Linked DNA regions of Pan troglodytes: region 1 is linked to region 2. Evidence: chromatin contacts called from public Hi-C data. All regions are on one chromosome and are shown on one strand. The core of a region is the stretch at or near the end of the contact, and the rest is flanking DNA. Distances in the headings are between cores, read along the strand shown.

Region 1 (6,849 bases), core at 1,324-3,823, 730 kb before region 2:
CTTTGTTTTATGTGTACCCTTGATGTTAAAGGAAATATTTTAAGCTTCTCCACTAAGGATGCTATTTACTGGTACTTTGATATAAAATATCTTTCAAATTAGGGAATATTTTATTTCTACATTTCTAATTATTTATTATAAATATGTTAAAATTTATCAAATTACTATTTGCATCTTTTAAAATCCTCATATTTTCTTTCTCAGTTTATTAATGAGAGCTTTAATATTGAAAGAGTTTTTCATGTTTATCATCTTCTCATTTCTGGGATTAAAAATACCATTTGATTTTGGTATATTTTTTAATATGTTAGATTTATTTATTTAATATTTTGTTTTGGATATTTGCCTCTAGGTTTCTAAGGCAAATATCCCAATAATATCCTTACTATTTTTTGTTCTTGCTTAGTTGTGAAACCAAGATTCTACTAACCCTGTAGAATAAGGTGGACAGCTTTTGCAGTTTTCTCATTTCTAGAAACACATATAATATAAAAAATAACTATTTCTTAAATGTTGATTAATGTCAAATATAAAACAATCTGGGTTTGAGCAGTTGTGGGAGGCTCTAAGACTTTGATTATCAGTTCAATTGCACTGTTCTGTTTGAGTGTTTTATTTCTTCTTCTACCTTTTTGACATTTAATACTTTTTCCCATAATTTATCCTGTATATAAGTATGCAACTTTACTAGCAAGTTCTTGATTATAATGCTCTTTATTATTTTCTTCTCTCTTATTTTTTTGAGTTAATTTTTACTTCCTGAAGAATGTTACTTTCTAAAGCTCAAATTTTTAAGTACCATTTATGTCATAGATGCATTTTCTTTAAGTTTTAAATATTTTATAATTTTCCTCATTATTTCCTTTTTGAAATCTGAAACACATATTATTGCTTTTATAAATACAAAATTTTGTTAGCTACATTCTAATTTTATAATATTATGGCCAAAGAACCTAGTCAGTATGTTATTTGCTTTTTTGGAATTTATTGAAGATTCCTTTGAGCAATAGTAGAAGTCAATTTTTATGAATTATCAATTTATAATAAAAATGCATATTTTATCTTTGTTAGGTTTACAGCTGTATAAATATCTAATAGTTTAAACTTGCACATTATATTTTTTACATATGCTATGTTTGCCTTTTTTCTTTTTTTCTTATGTTTGATTTCTTGGTTTCTGAAAGGTAATGTTAAAAATCTCTAACTACAATGGTTAATATATCTATTTCTCCATGCATTTCTGTTAGTTGTGACGTTATATACTTTGAGGTTTTATTATGGAATACATCCTCATGATGGTTATGTCTTCCTTTATTGTTTCCTTACCAGTATATAAACATCATCTTTGTCTTTTTCAATCATTTCTTGTCTTGAAGTCTATATTCTGAGATATTAGCAGCTAAAGATGAACTGTGCACTTTCCTGTAAAAAAAGGCCTGTGATCTAAATATGCTGACAACTCCTGTGAAATCTTTTAAGTAAATGTGCCCTGTTAACAGTGACTAAGATAGTAGTTGCTTTTTAAAAACAAATGTGTGCTATGAGGAGAGAATCTTTCAAATGTATACTTGGAAATGTTGTTTGTTGTTTTAGATTTGGGCTGTCTGTAATAATGTAGAAGGAAACCTTATTCCCAAGAATCACCCTCGTGACTTCTTTCCAGCCCCTACTCACCCTTTTCCATGGGAGAAGAAAGTATTTTCCCACTTGTTGAATGTGGGAGAAAAGAAAGGGCATGCATAGACAGCTTCTCTCTATTTGGGGGATCTATCCTTGCAACAAGCTCAGCAAATACACCTGAGTTTCCAGGGGCTAATTGAACTCAGGAGGATGTAGAAGAGCTAGCTGATTTGACTGCTTAGTCACATTTTTATTTGAGGTTTATTAGAAATAAAGCGTTTGATATATCTTTCACCAGAAAGTGCTTCTATTGGAGAGAAACTATGTATTTAAGAAAGCAATACCTAGGTTTTATGAGTGAAATGTCTTAATTATGGAGATGCTCTCTACATCTTAAGGTGGAATTATAGAAAAGAAGTAAGCACTAATATTCCTGACAAAAAGAAAAATATACGTTTTGAACATTTAATTCCCATTAATAGTGACTTTCATTCTCATTGGGAGAGAGTCTTTCTTTTCTAAGATCAGATATGGTGCTAATACATAACTCCTCCCCCTGCTGCTTAGTTCTGAGGTTCAAAAGACTGCCAGGTGGCTTTTATCAACCCATGGAAAGCAAAGGATTTTTGCCTCAATTAAATGGTACTTTTCCAAATCTGTTTGTGAGCGGATTTAGGCATTGAAGCCCCAAAGTCACTTTAATAGGTGTGACTAGATTTCCATTTACCAATTAAAAATTTACCTTTTCAGCTGTCTGAACAATGACTCATAGGGTTTTGATTTTCTGTTAGAATAGAGTGACATAAAAAGTCAAATAAATGTTTCATGGTTAGCCAGTTCCAACTTATTACATTGCTGTGTTAAGAAGTCATGCAAACAGAATGTCCATCCGTCCCCTTGAGACATAAATTACTTTGTGATTACTCAAAGTGGCCACTAAAGGTCACTCTTACTCCATTTTCCCAGCCAGTTTTGAAGCCTGGCTCAGGTATAAAATTCATGAAGCCCCTGTCTTTGTACTAGCAACAGACAGACTTGAGATAGAATGTTTAGGGGTCAAGAAGCACAGTTTCCATACCTATTCAGTTTCAGGAGGATGCCAAACCTGCCTGTCTAAGTGGTTTGAGTCAGAAAGTTTGTGTTACATCTCCATGTTAATGCATTTCTAGAAAAGTTATCAAAATTTATAAAAAGTTCATTTTAAAGTAAATACAGGGTGAATATAAACTTCAGTCACTATATTCTGGCCCAGAGTAAAAAGTCCTTTTTTTAAAGAAGAAATAAGTCATTTTTAGGAAACACATTTAAGACTGAAACTCTTACTGAGCTGATAAATTATAACTGATCCTGTATGAGGAAGGGGGAAGGAAGGTTGAAAATAACACTTGCCAAGAATTGAACAGCTTAAATCATCTGTAAAAGTAGTGACATTACATGTAGGAGCCATTTCCTCCTTATACATAACTGTTTGGAATGTTTAGAAAATGCTCATATTTAAAAGTCTTGGATTTCTTAGGTAAGAGAGACTTGTGTGTGTGTACAATTTACACGAATGTCTAAGTAAACAGTATAGATAATATCACTAATAATAGGAGGAACATAAACTAAAACAAACAACTATCTTTTAACTTATGAGGACAAAAAATTAAACAGGAAAATAAAGTAGTAAGGTTTTAGAAAAGCAAGGTCATTTGCTTTTCACATTTTGGTGAGATTTTAAATAGGAACTGGCATTTGGCAATAACTAGTAAAAAGAATGTGTATTCTTTTGGACCTAACAGTTTTACCTCTAGAATTTACCTTAGGGAAACACTTACTCATTTGTTCAAGGACATATGTAAAATAAGTTACAGTGAAAAAAGTAGCACAACCCAAAGGTTAGTTATTGAGAGAATGGCTTATTTTATGCCTCAGGATATCATGTATTAATTAAAAGAATTGTTTTCTAAGACATTTGATCAAAAACTCAAATTCTATTAGATAAGTAGAGTATAATGGTATTTATTTTTTAAATGCAAATATTAAAATGCTACATTGAAACACATGAAATTGCTGATATTCACCTATTTTTAATCCACAAGGAAGACAATTTCATATGGTCCAATCTACATATACAAATAATGAGAAAGTAAACTGATTTTTTTCCCCAGAACTCAGGATTGAGGGTGATGATATGAGGGGATTTATAGATAATTTGAAAATATATATTGTAAGAAGAATATATTCAAATACTGTGTAAATAAAATGTATTAAACGTATATTTAATTTTCCCCCAAATTTTAATATTTTAAATCTTCATTTACCTATGAAGTTCTTAAATTATCAAGATACCTGCAAAAGAAAGTACTTGTACTATTTCTCATTATGCATTAATACTTTTCACATGTACACTACAAACAAATGGGTATGAAGAACAAACACACTGCAATCTGTTACTCATACAGAGTAAAGAATCTGAACTAACCCTGACAACTAAAGAAATTTTATATTTTATATGACTTGACAGAGTAAATCCTTTAGGAAAGCAATGAAGAATCAGTCAAATACTCTTAGACTTATTTAGAAAAATCATTGAACATGATCAATTTAGTAATTCTTTTTTTGTAAGGAATTAATTCATTAAAGTGAATATAACAAATTTCTTAAATAGGTATAATATATTCTAATATTCTTTGCAATAACAATATATGCAGTTATAATATTAAACAACACCGTACATGTGAACCCTTGCTGATATAATAAACTGCCAAAGCCATAGGGATTATTAAATTTTAAGTTGATCATCCCTCTGTATCTTCAGAATGGCTGCCATAACAGTGATTTTTTAAAATTCTGTTTCCATTCTTGCTGCCCTAGTTCTAACATACATTTTTTTATTCCAATACCCTCTCTCTATATAAAAATATATGTATTATATATGAATAAATATTTATGTATTAGCATGAAAGGCAAAATATTAGGTATTGCTGTTAGCAGATATCAACTGAATCAACCTGGCAATATATTGGATAAGAGTAGCTGGAAGTCCTAGTTTGGGTCCTGCAGTAAACCCAACCCTCTCTTCGAGATATATATGAAAATTAATAGGGCTGACTTCACATAGTCACACTTCTAACTCAGATCTTGTGCTAAATTATTTTAGTTATGTCTTAAACTTTTTGGCAGCAAGAAATGGATTTTGGTCTTTCTCTCTTATACTTAGGCAAAAATCCCAACAAAATAACATAAACTTCGTAGGTCTTCCTGATGATTTAGAAAGGTACAGGGTGTACATCACAACATGTAATTATCTTTAAATAATATTTTATATATTCCTTAAAAGTTTCCTTTTAAAATTCTTCCCACTCAAGCTTCGACTTCTCCATTTCTCACTCCTCCTTCCAGCAACCTTTAGGAATCATCGCTAAGAGTCACAATTACCTGCCATTCTATTAGGTGAGCAATTCAATTCTCACCAAAATCTCCAATTTCAACCCAACCTTTTCTTATCTCCAACCTTCCAAGATTCTCTGATGAACAACGGTGTCTTTTCCATTTTTCTTTCGCCAAAATAGTTCTAAAAATCTGAGCAAAGGATTCTACTATAATAGTGATGTAACCTGTATCTCAGGCTTTTTATTCTTACTGATCAAGGAACCATTGAAGATATTATGTAATAAAGTGTCTAAACCAATCAGAAATCGGAGAAAACGAAATGTGCTCTGGTGTAAACTGGCTGATAACAACAGAAACTACTGTGAGATTTATTTTTGTAAAATCCTGAACAATTATACAAAGTGCTGCAAGAGTTAGTATTACAGATATAGAAGCTGAAGCAGAGAGGAGGTTAAGTAATTTGCCCAGTATTATACAATCAGTGTTCGACAGAGGTTGGACTGGAACCCAGGCCCCTGACTTCAGAATCTACAGTCATAGTCATTATGGGGATTTACATGCAAATGCTTACAGAGGCCAGCCAGGCAGCAATAGGTCTGTGAATTGGACTGGCCAAGTCTAGGGTCTAAGGTAGAGAGTTATTGGTATCTCTGACAACTCTAAAAGGGCTTGGCCAACTCACTGACAAATCATATTAGTAGTTGGAATACATTTGAGTGAGAACAAATCTCAAAATCTCACACTTAATCTATGTGGCTTATTTACAGATACAGAAACAAACCTCTCTTTTCCAAGTTTCCTAAAATATTTAGTCCCTCCTTTTACTTCTAAACTTGGTGAAGTTCTAAACTTCTTTGAAGACTCAGATACAAGGTTTCTGCAGGTTCTGAAGGTCCTAAGTTTCACCTGAATTATATCCTAGCTACTTTGAATGGCTATATTTTCTTCTTGAACTTTTTCTTTCCAGGAATTTGAATAAGGATATTTATACTTGTTTTTTCCCCATATGTCCCTTAACTTTTCTTTAAGTTTTCTATTTATTTATGCTTCCTTGTTTCTTTCTGGAATGTTTCCCAAACTAATCTTTAATTTTGTAATTCACTGATTATTTATTTATACTACCTAGTATATTCTTTATTTCATCTATTATCTTCACACATAATCCTATTTGGATCTTCTTATGCTTTCTTATTCTTATTGTATATATTTAATAGCTTCCTTTTTTACTTATTATGCTTACTCTGTATTATTTGTTTCTTAGTTATATTTTCTCCACTTTCAGTGAAATACAATTTCAATTTGTAGTTTTGAAATAGTTGTACTCTTTAGGTCTTTTTCTCTGTCTCTTCTGGTGCTTATGAGCTAATATTCTCCTCCTTATGCCTTTCTAAATAGATTATACAATAACTTATTGTATATAAATATATAATTATACAATATACAATATAATACAATAAGTTATTGTATATCTGTTTAGAAAGGCATAAGGAGGAGAATATAAACTCATAAGCACCAGAAGAGACAGAAAAAAAGATCTAAAGAGTACAACTCTCCAGGAGTTATTGTATAATCTATTTAGAAAGGCATAAGGAGGAAGGAAAGTAGACGTTGAAGCTTCTGCTGGTTCAGCATTTTGGTAGAAATTGGGACTGAAACCTCCCTTGTACCCCTTCTACTCTATTTTCCAGATATGATAGAGACCATATGCTCTAACCACAAACCAAGAAATTCAGAAGTTAATAATAAAAAGATAAGTCAAATTATCTTATATTTGAAAATTAGAAAAAAATTTCCAAATAACTCAGGAGTTAGAAATAAATCAATATGAAAAATTCAAAAGACCTAAAGGTGTAT
Region 2 (6,444 bases), core at 2,978-5,477:
AAAAACAGCCACAACTTGAAAGCTAGAAGTTCAGGAGGTACAACCCACCTCCAAAAATCATGATGGTTTACCCTGACCCCGGGAGGGGCAGCTCTCCAGCTTACAATAGACAGTGTTGGAGTTCTTACATCTGCACCCTGGGCGATGGATCCAGTCATAACACCTCCTGCACAGCTTCAGGCATCCTTTAGCAGGAGGATAACAGAGTAAGCAAGGTAAAAATAAAGACATGGCTCCCATACACAGGTATCTAGAGCAGCAGTGTGATTGTGAACAGGAGCAAGGATTATCTGAATAGGAATCCCCTTCGTCGTCATTGGAGCAGTGGTAGAAGATGCCCTTGACTAAGCACATGCAGGTTCCATATTCCACCATGCTCTCAGCAGAGCAAAGGCACTGCCGGTTACAGGCCAAACAAGATGGTAGAGTCCTGGGAGCAGTGCATTCTCCACACTTGCACTTCCCACACTGTTCACAAATGAACTTGTGCTGTGTCAGGTCCTCTTTCAAGGAACCCTTCAAGTCATCCACAATCAGTTGCTTGGGCTGGGTCCGGATTGCCCTTTCAGACCTACGACCAGGGACTGGTCTGGTTGGTGGTGACCTTCCTAACAGTCCCTGTTCAGAAGAGGCACTGCTGTTGCTCCCAGAGCTGGCTGCACTTCCAGTGCTGGTTGATCTGCTCAAAATGGGGCCCCTGGCATTACTTGGGAGTACTGCATGTCCCAGGTGGCTTGTGTGTCTGTGCTCGTAGTTATTATTCACATTAATTGGTATGATTTCATGAGTCCTTTCATGCTTTTCTTGTCTTGGTGCTGTCCGAGGAGCAGGTCTTTTCACCACCGAAGGCCCTTCTGTGTATTCATTGCTGCCTCTTATGGCCTTGATCTGGTCTAAGGACAAAATAGCAGTAGGCTGAATCTCTCTCTCATAGTCTAATCTCTGACGGCTATCCAAAGAAGGCTGCTGGATCACAACTAACGAACTGCCACTGCCATGTTGATTTTGGGGATCCATGTGTAGTGATCTCGAGTTCTGGCAATCAGTGGAAACCTGGCATGCATCTGAAATCCTAAAACGAAATCAAAGATGAAAAAAACACAGAAAATAAATGACAGGAAGCATTTTTGAGGGGGGGGGGGAATCCTGTCAAATCACAAATTGCCTAAACCGCCTAGTAATGACCTCCTTCATCAGTGGATTACAATGATGCTGGGGTCCTGGCCAGAGTCCAATTCTAGGAGAGGCTGGGGACCACATCATAGAGGAAGACTATAAACGAGAGACCCCATGCCATAAACATTACAAGTTTTTCCAACTTTTAAGAAGCAGAATCAAGAGGAAGTAATGCCTTCCTGTTTGTGAATCTAATAATTAAAATGGAGCATGCCTTCGCAGGGAATACTGAGTATAAGCAGGAGAATAACTCTCATCTAAAGAAAGCTCAGTTATCAGTTCATAGGTGGCTTCTATAAAGGAAAATGTCTACCTTTTAAGAAATTGAGAATGGCTTTGGTGCTACAGCCTTTTTGTTGTGTGCTGTTATATGCATTAGATTAATGATGAAAAAAATTAAGGAATTAAAAAATTGAGACTCTAAAATGAAATCGCAAAATAATAGGTAATTTTCTATATAAATCAGAATTTTAAAACTACCTTATTATTCATCTATGAGATGCAAAAATAAATGTATCAGGTACACAACGATTCTTGGTGTTTTGGAGCTACAAACACACACACACAAGACTCAATGTATAGTCCAGTGAATGATACAACGGTACTCATATTTGAAATCCTGAGAGGATTTTTTTTTAAGCTGAAGGGCTCACTCACAAAACAAAGTAAGTTTTATGCACAAATAAGTGTGAGGCCTTTAACGCAGTGTAGGGAAATCCTGGCAGTTTTAATTATCTGTATTTCCTCTGATTTAAAAATCTGTATTTACATGACAGACCTTGATTTTCAAACGCACTGCCAACTCTGATTCAATGTGCTTCTTGTAACAAAATCAGCACACTAATATCCAGATAAAAATAAGCAGTTGTGTTTCCATACTAATAGTAAGTTATTTCTAATTTATAATGTGTTCTTCACAAACTACCAAAGATGAAAGTTTCTGCTTTCAGTGGTGAACTAGAGTATTTTTCACACAAATTCCTTCTAAAGTCTACAGAGTCGACCCAATTCAAGAATGAAAAGAAAAAGAAATGTCCATTCTCCACTACCAACCTGAGGCAAAAAACATGGTTTAAGGAATAACGCAGAAAGAAGTCCATTTCCTATATTTCCTAAACTAATGTCTCTAAACTATGTCTTACATGTTAACTTCTTGGAGCTCCCCCTCGTTTTCACAACTCAGCTCTCTCAAGTTTCTACTTTATTCCACCTTCTTTGCGCATGAGGAGTAACACATTCATAACCTGCGGGGATTTAGTCTTGGAGTCCTCAACATCTAATCCTGACTCCTGCACGATTATTCCTCTTCTTCAAGAACTTCTTAACTCAGTGCTTTCAAAGCAAAAGGCAGCTAAAAGTACTAAGCCAGATTCACAAAACCGTAGAGGATTTGAATAGTGTAACCCATAACACCAGGCACAACTTTAATTTGCATTTCCAATGATAGTTGTAACAAACTTCATACTGGCTGGGAAATGAAGTTGCCAGACAAAAAAATTAAAAGCAAAGAAAATTCGCCACCTCCGATCCGAAGAAAAGCCCATTTTCAAGCAGTGACAGTCTTGGACAAGCCCCAAACACGCTCACACGCGCTCGGCACACTGCCTTCCCCAAGAAAACGCGAATGGAAGTAGAATACCTTTTCGGACAATCCCATCACCATACTAAGGATCACCGTGGATTTCCAACACACTTTTTGCGTGGCCCACCAAGGTTTCTGACAAATCATGAAGAGTCTTCAGCGTCCACGCGGGAGCCCAAAGCAAGCCCACGGTCTGGCTGACCCTAAGCAAGGATTTGTCTATGCTTTAAAGGAAAAGCTGGGTTCACCGAGGGCCGAGGAGAAAGCAGCCAGCGCAGGGGCGGCCACATTGCAAGTTACCACGGTGGAGCTGCGCCCTCTGCAATCCGCACTGAATAAATAGTTGACGGAAGAAGGAAAAGGAAAAAGTTATGAATGAAAACAAGTTCTTTCTCCCTCTCTCTGGTAGGAGGAGGGGAGGAGGCTGAGGTTACCATGAGCTCAGGAGGGCGGACTTCCCCACTTTTTTTTTTTGAGCCGGAGTCTCACTTTGTCTCCCAGGCTGGAGTGCAGTGGCGCGACCTTGGCTCACTGCAACCTCCGCCTCCCGGGTTCAAGCGGGTCTCCCGCCTCAGTCTCTCGAGTAGCTGTGACTACAGTCGCGCGTCACCACGGCCGGCTAATTTTTGCATTTTTAGTGAAGACGGGGTTTCATCAGTTGGTCGGGCTGGTCTCGAACTCCTGACCTCAGTTGATCAGCGCGCCTCGGCCTCCCCAAGTGCTGGGATTACAGGCGTGAGCCACCGCGCCCGGCCGACTTCCCCACTTTTAAAGTGGCAGTGCCCTCTCCCTTCCCCTGTCTTTGCACTGAGCTCCAAACCAGAAGAAAGTTGCGGCTGGCTTTGGGGCTGCCTAATTCTATCGAGGGGATAATCGGCGAATTCCGGAGATGTGCCTACACACACACACACGCACACACACAGCCTTTGTCGTCCCCCTGCTTGACGCACACTCCTCCAAAGAGGGCCCCCGGGGACATCCCCAGAGCCGCCTGAAATCCCCCTTGGGCGTGAAGGGCTCTCCGAGAGAACAACCTGGGCCACCGCGCCGCCGCTCCGGGTAATCGGGGATGGAGGAGACCCTGTCCTGTTACGTTCCGCAGCCGCGGACCGTCGCCCACCCCGCCACCCAACCTTGAGCCCCCAGAAGCCGCCGCCCCCAGGGGGCAGGGAGCGGCGGGAGGGGCCGCGCCGAGCGAGGTCGTCCCTCCCCTCCCCTCCTCTCCCGGAGTCCTGGCTCGGGCAGCAGCGCCGCCGAGTCCGCACCTGCCGCGCCGAGCGAGCCCCGCCCGCGCGCCTACAGCCCAGCGGGCCGAGGGCGGCCGCCGCACACACTCACCTAAGCCGAAGCGATGGCCGGGGGCCAAGCCGTGCGACCCGGCCCAGGTCCTGGTGCGGGCGGCGGCGTGCACGTGCCGCATCAACCGCGGCGGGGAGGGCGAGGCGGCATCGCCGGAGCTGGAGCGCCTCGGCCCGCGGCCTCCCCCGCCCCCGCCGCCACCGGCCAGGAGCGCTCCCCGCGGCCCCCTTCCGGCTGCGGAGGGCAGTTCTCCCGCGGCTCCGCGCGGCCGGGCCCGGACCTCTCACGGCTGGTGCTCGCCGGGCGGCTCAGTAACATCCACCTCGGGAGGTCTTCTCCTGCAGCCCCTTTCCAAGAACCAGTTTTTACAAATCCTTTCAGGAAGGCTCCCCAAGTCTCAGAAAAACAAGTAGGGGAGTGGCGGAGTCGAGTGCGTGACGGGCCAGCTGACGGCACGGTGTGCTCAGAGAACTCGGGTTCTAGTCGCTCCTCGCAAGGAACGAAGGAAGGGATGGCGGCCTCCTGACGAGCGAAAAATCCACGTCACGGGCGTTCGAGACTCCGCAGCGCCCGGGTCGGGGCCCGAACCGGCGTCGGCGGGTGGATCACGGAGCCGCGCAGTACCCCGGCGAGACCTCGGAGCACGCGCCTGCCAGGCAGAGGCTGCCGCGGCCAGGAGGGGGAGGGGGATTTTTTTACCCTTTTTTTTTTTTTTTTTTTTTTTTTTTTTTTAGCGGGGAGGAGTGAAGAGAGTGAGGTTTGGGGATCCTTCTCGAAGAGAGAAAGGCGGGCGTCGTCCCTTGTCCCCCGCGCAGGCCGACGCGCTTAGCCGATTCCGCACGTTGGGCAAGTGGGGGCACAGCGTCCCCGGGCACTCCGGTCCCGGCAGGTCAGCCTCTCCCGGGCAGCGCTCACACCCAGTCCTCCGAGCCTGGGGTTCCACGGCCGAAATGCCTGCGACACAGAATTAGAGATAGAAGCTTGTGAATGTCCCTTTCTTCGAAAGGCTGGGACCCGGGGCGGGCCGCTGGCCAGCTCGCCCGCAGCCCGTTGCCATGTGCTCCCTGTTGCTGCTCCCAGTGATTGACAGGCCGGCGCACAGTCGGCGTGTCAGCCGCGAACCAAAGTAACATGCAGTCCTGCACGTTTTTGCCGAGGTGCTTTTGCCCCCTGGAATGCCTAGGAGTTCAAACAACGTTCAAGCAACGCCTCTGCGCGTTAGGAATCAATACACAGAGACGGGAAATTCAGGTTTTAAACCAATGCTTCGCTCGGGCTTCGGTCGCCAACAATGCCTAAACAAACACGCATTTGGTCCATACACCGAGTGCTAGCCCCTCTTCGCATAAAGGCATTAACGGCTCTGTGTTTCACAAATTCGATCGTTTCAGACTTTAAACGTCTACTGTTCGGTTAAGGAAAGGTGAAAGGGACCCTGCTTTTTCTTTTAGCGGTAGCATTTACTTTAAGAGCATTAGTTTTAGCAGTGGGAATGCTACCGGTGTTTTGAAATGCAACCAGTAACCTTAGCTGGAAAGCAAGTTCAAATAAATAAATGTTCAGTTCCTTGCAAAAGTCAACATTTCTCACCTTATCTTTCCTAAAATGTCTACGGAAGGAAACGGTACTTACCTAATGCAAAGATTGCAAATTGCTTTTCAGGCACATTTAACAGCGACTGTAGCTGTTCCTTATCCAGGGCAGGGAAGCTGATAATCACTCTGCAAACCACTGCGTGCTTTACAGAGCGGTCTCACTCCGGCTCCGCGGAATTTCAGCTCCTTGCCTCCACCTCCACCTCCACTCCGGGACACGCCTCCGGTGATATCATGTGTCAATCACTCGGGCTGCCCGAAAACCTGGAACAGGATTTCCTTAACTATCGTTTCCTCTTTCGTTTATGTGTACCAACTTGGAAATGTTGCCCTACAGACTCGTGTAATAAACATCCTCTTAAAACTTCGGGAGTGCCTCTAAAAATTCTGCAAATGCAGTTTGTCATAGAGGAATACATTCGGATTTGGTTAGCAATCTTTAGTTGTCGATCTCAATTAAAAGGATTGGTGGACTCTACTCTTAAGTTGAATTAGAAAAGAATTGTGAAGAATAAAAGAAAATGAAAAAAGTTGTATGCCAAGCCATCACTTCTGACCAACTAGAGGGAAAACGTATATTGACACAAAAAGATGATTATATAACATTACAGTTCCTATTTACAACAAAGTTCAGAATATGTGAAACCTAAAGTTCAAAAGGTGGCACTCCTTACTGCAAATGTAATATAAGGATATGTAATAAAGGTGAAATTTTCTGCTGTGGGTTTTTTAAATAATTGCTTTACCTTGGCTTGTTATATGATTTCCCAAAAATCAAGCACATGGAGAAAA

Evidence for each region. A called contact is a pair of places that touch in the nucleus more often than the background predicts.
Region 1: a Hi-C map of stem cell-derived neural progenitor cells shows a contact between it and region 2, with 15 times the contacts expected there. The contact joins the enhancer-like site here to the promoter of SPRY1 in region 2. A contact is called at or near these places in 2 of 7 Hi-C or Micro-C datasets (blood and stem cell-derived neural progenitor cells), 1 of 1 datasets of contacts at active chromatin or transcription factors (stem cell-derived excitatory neurons) and 1 of 1 other capture datasets (stem cell-derived neural stem cells).

Annotation. Positions count from the first base shown.
Region 1 is chr3:125,295,010-125,301,858 of NHGRI_mPanTro3-v2.0_pri, reverse strand. All of the region lies in intron 3 of LOC129143765 (a long non-coding RNA gene), which reads left to right. Among named protein-coding and RNA genes, the nearest start is that of ANKRD50, 600 kb to the left of the region's middle. Within about 2 kb of position 2,573, at least 1 of the 24 cell types and tissues checked has an H3K27ac peak or open chromatin away from gene starts, as enhancers often do. A contact at or near this core is called in stem cell-derived neural progenitor cells, where this site is marked.
Region 2 is chr3:124,571,615-124,578,058 of NHGRI_mPanTro3-v2.0_pri, reverse strand. It overlaps SPRY1 (sprouty RTK signaling antagonist 1), which reads right to left and starts at 4,227. Exons shown (of 2, transcript XM_517428.8): 1 at 4,097-4,227; 2 at 1-1,072. The coding sequence starts at 1,017. The coding sequence ends at 58.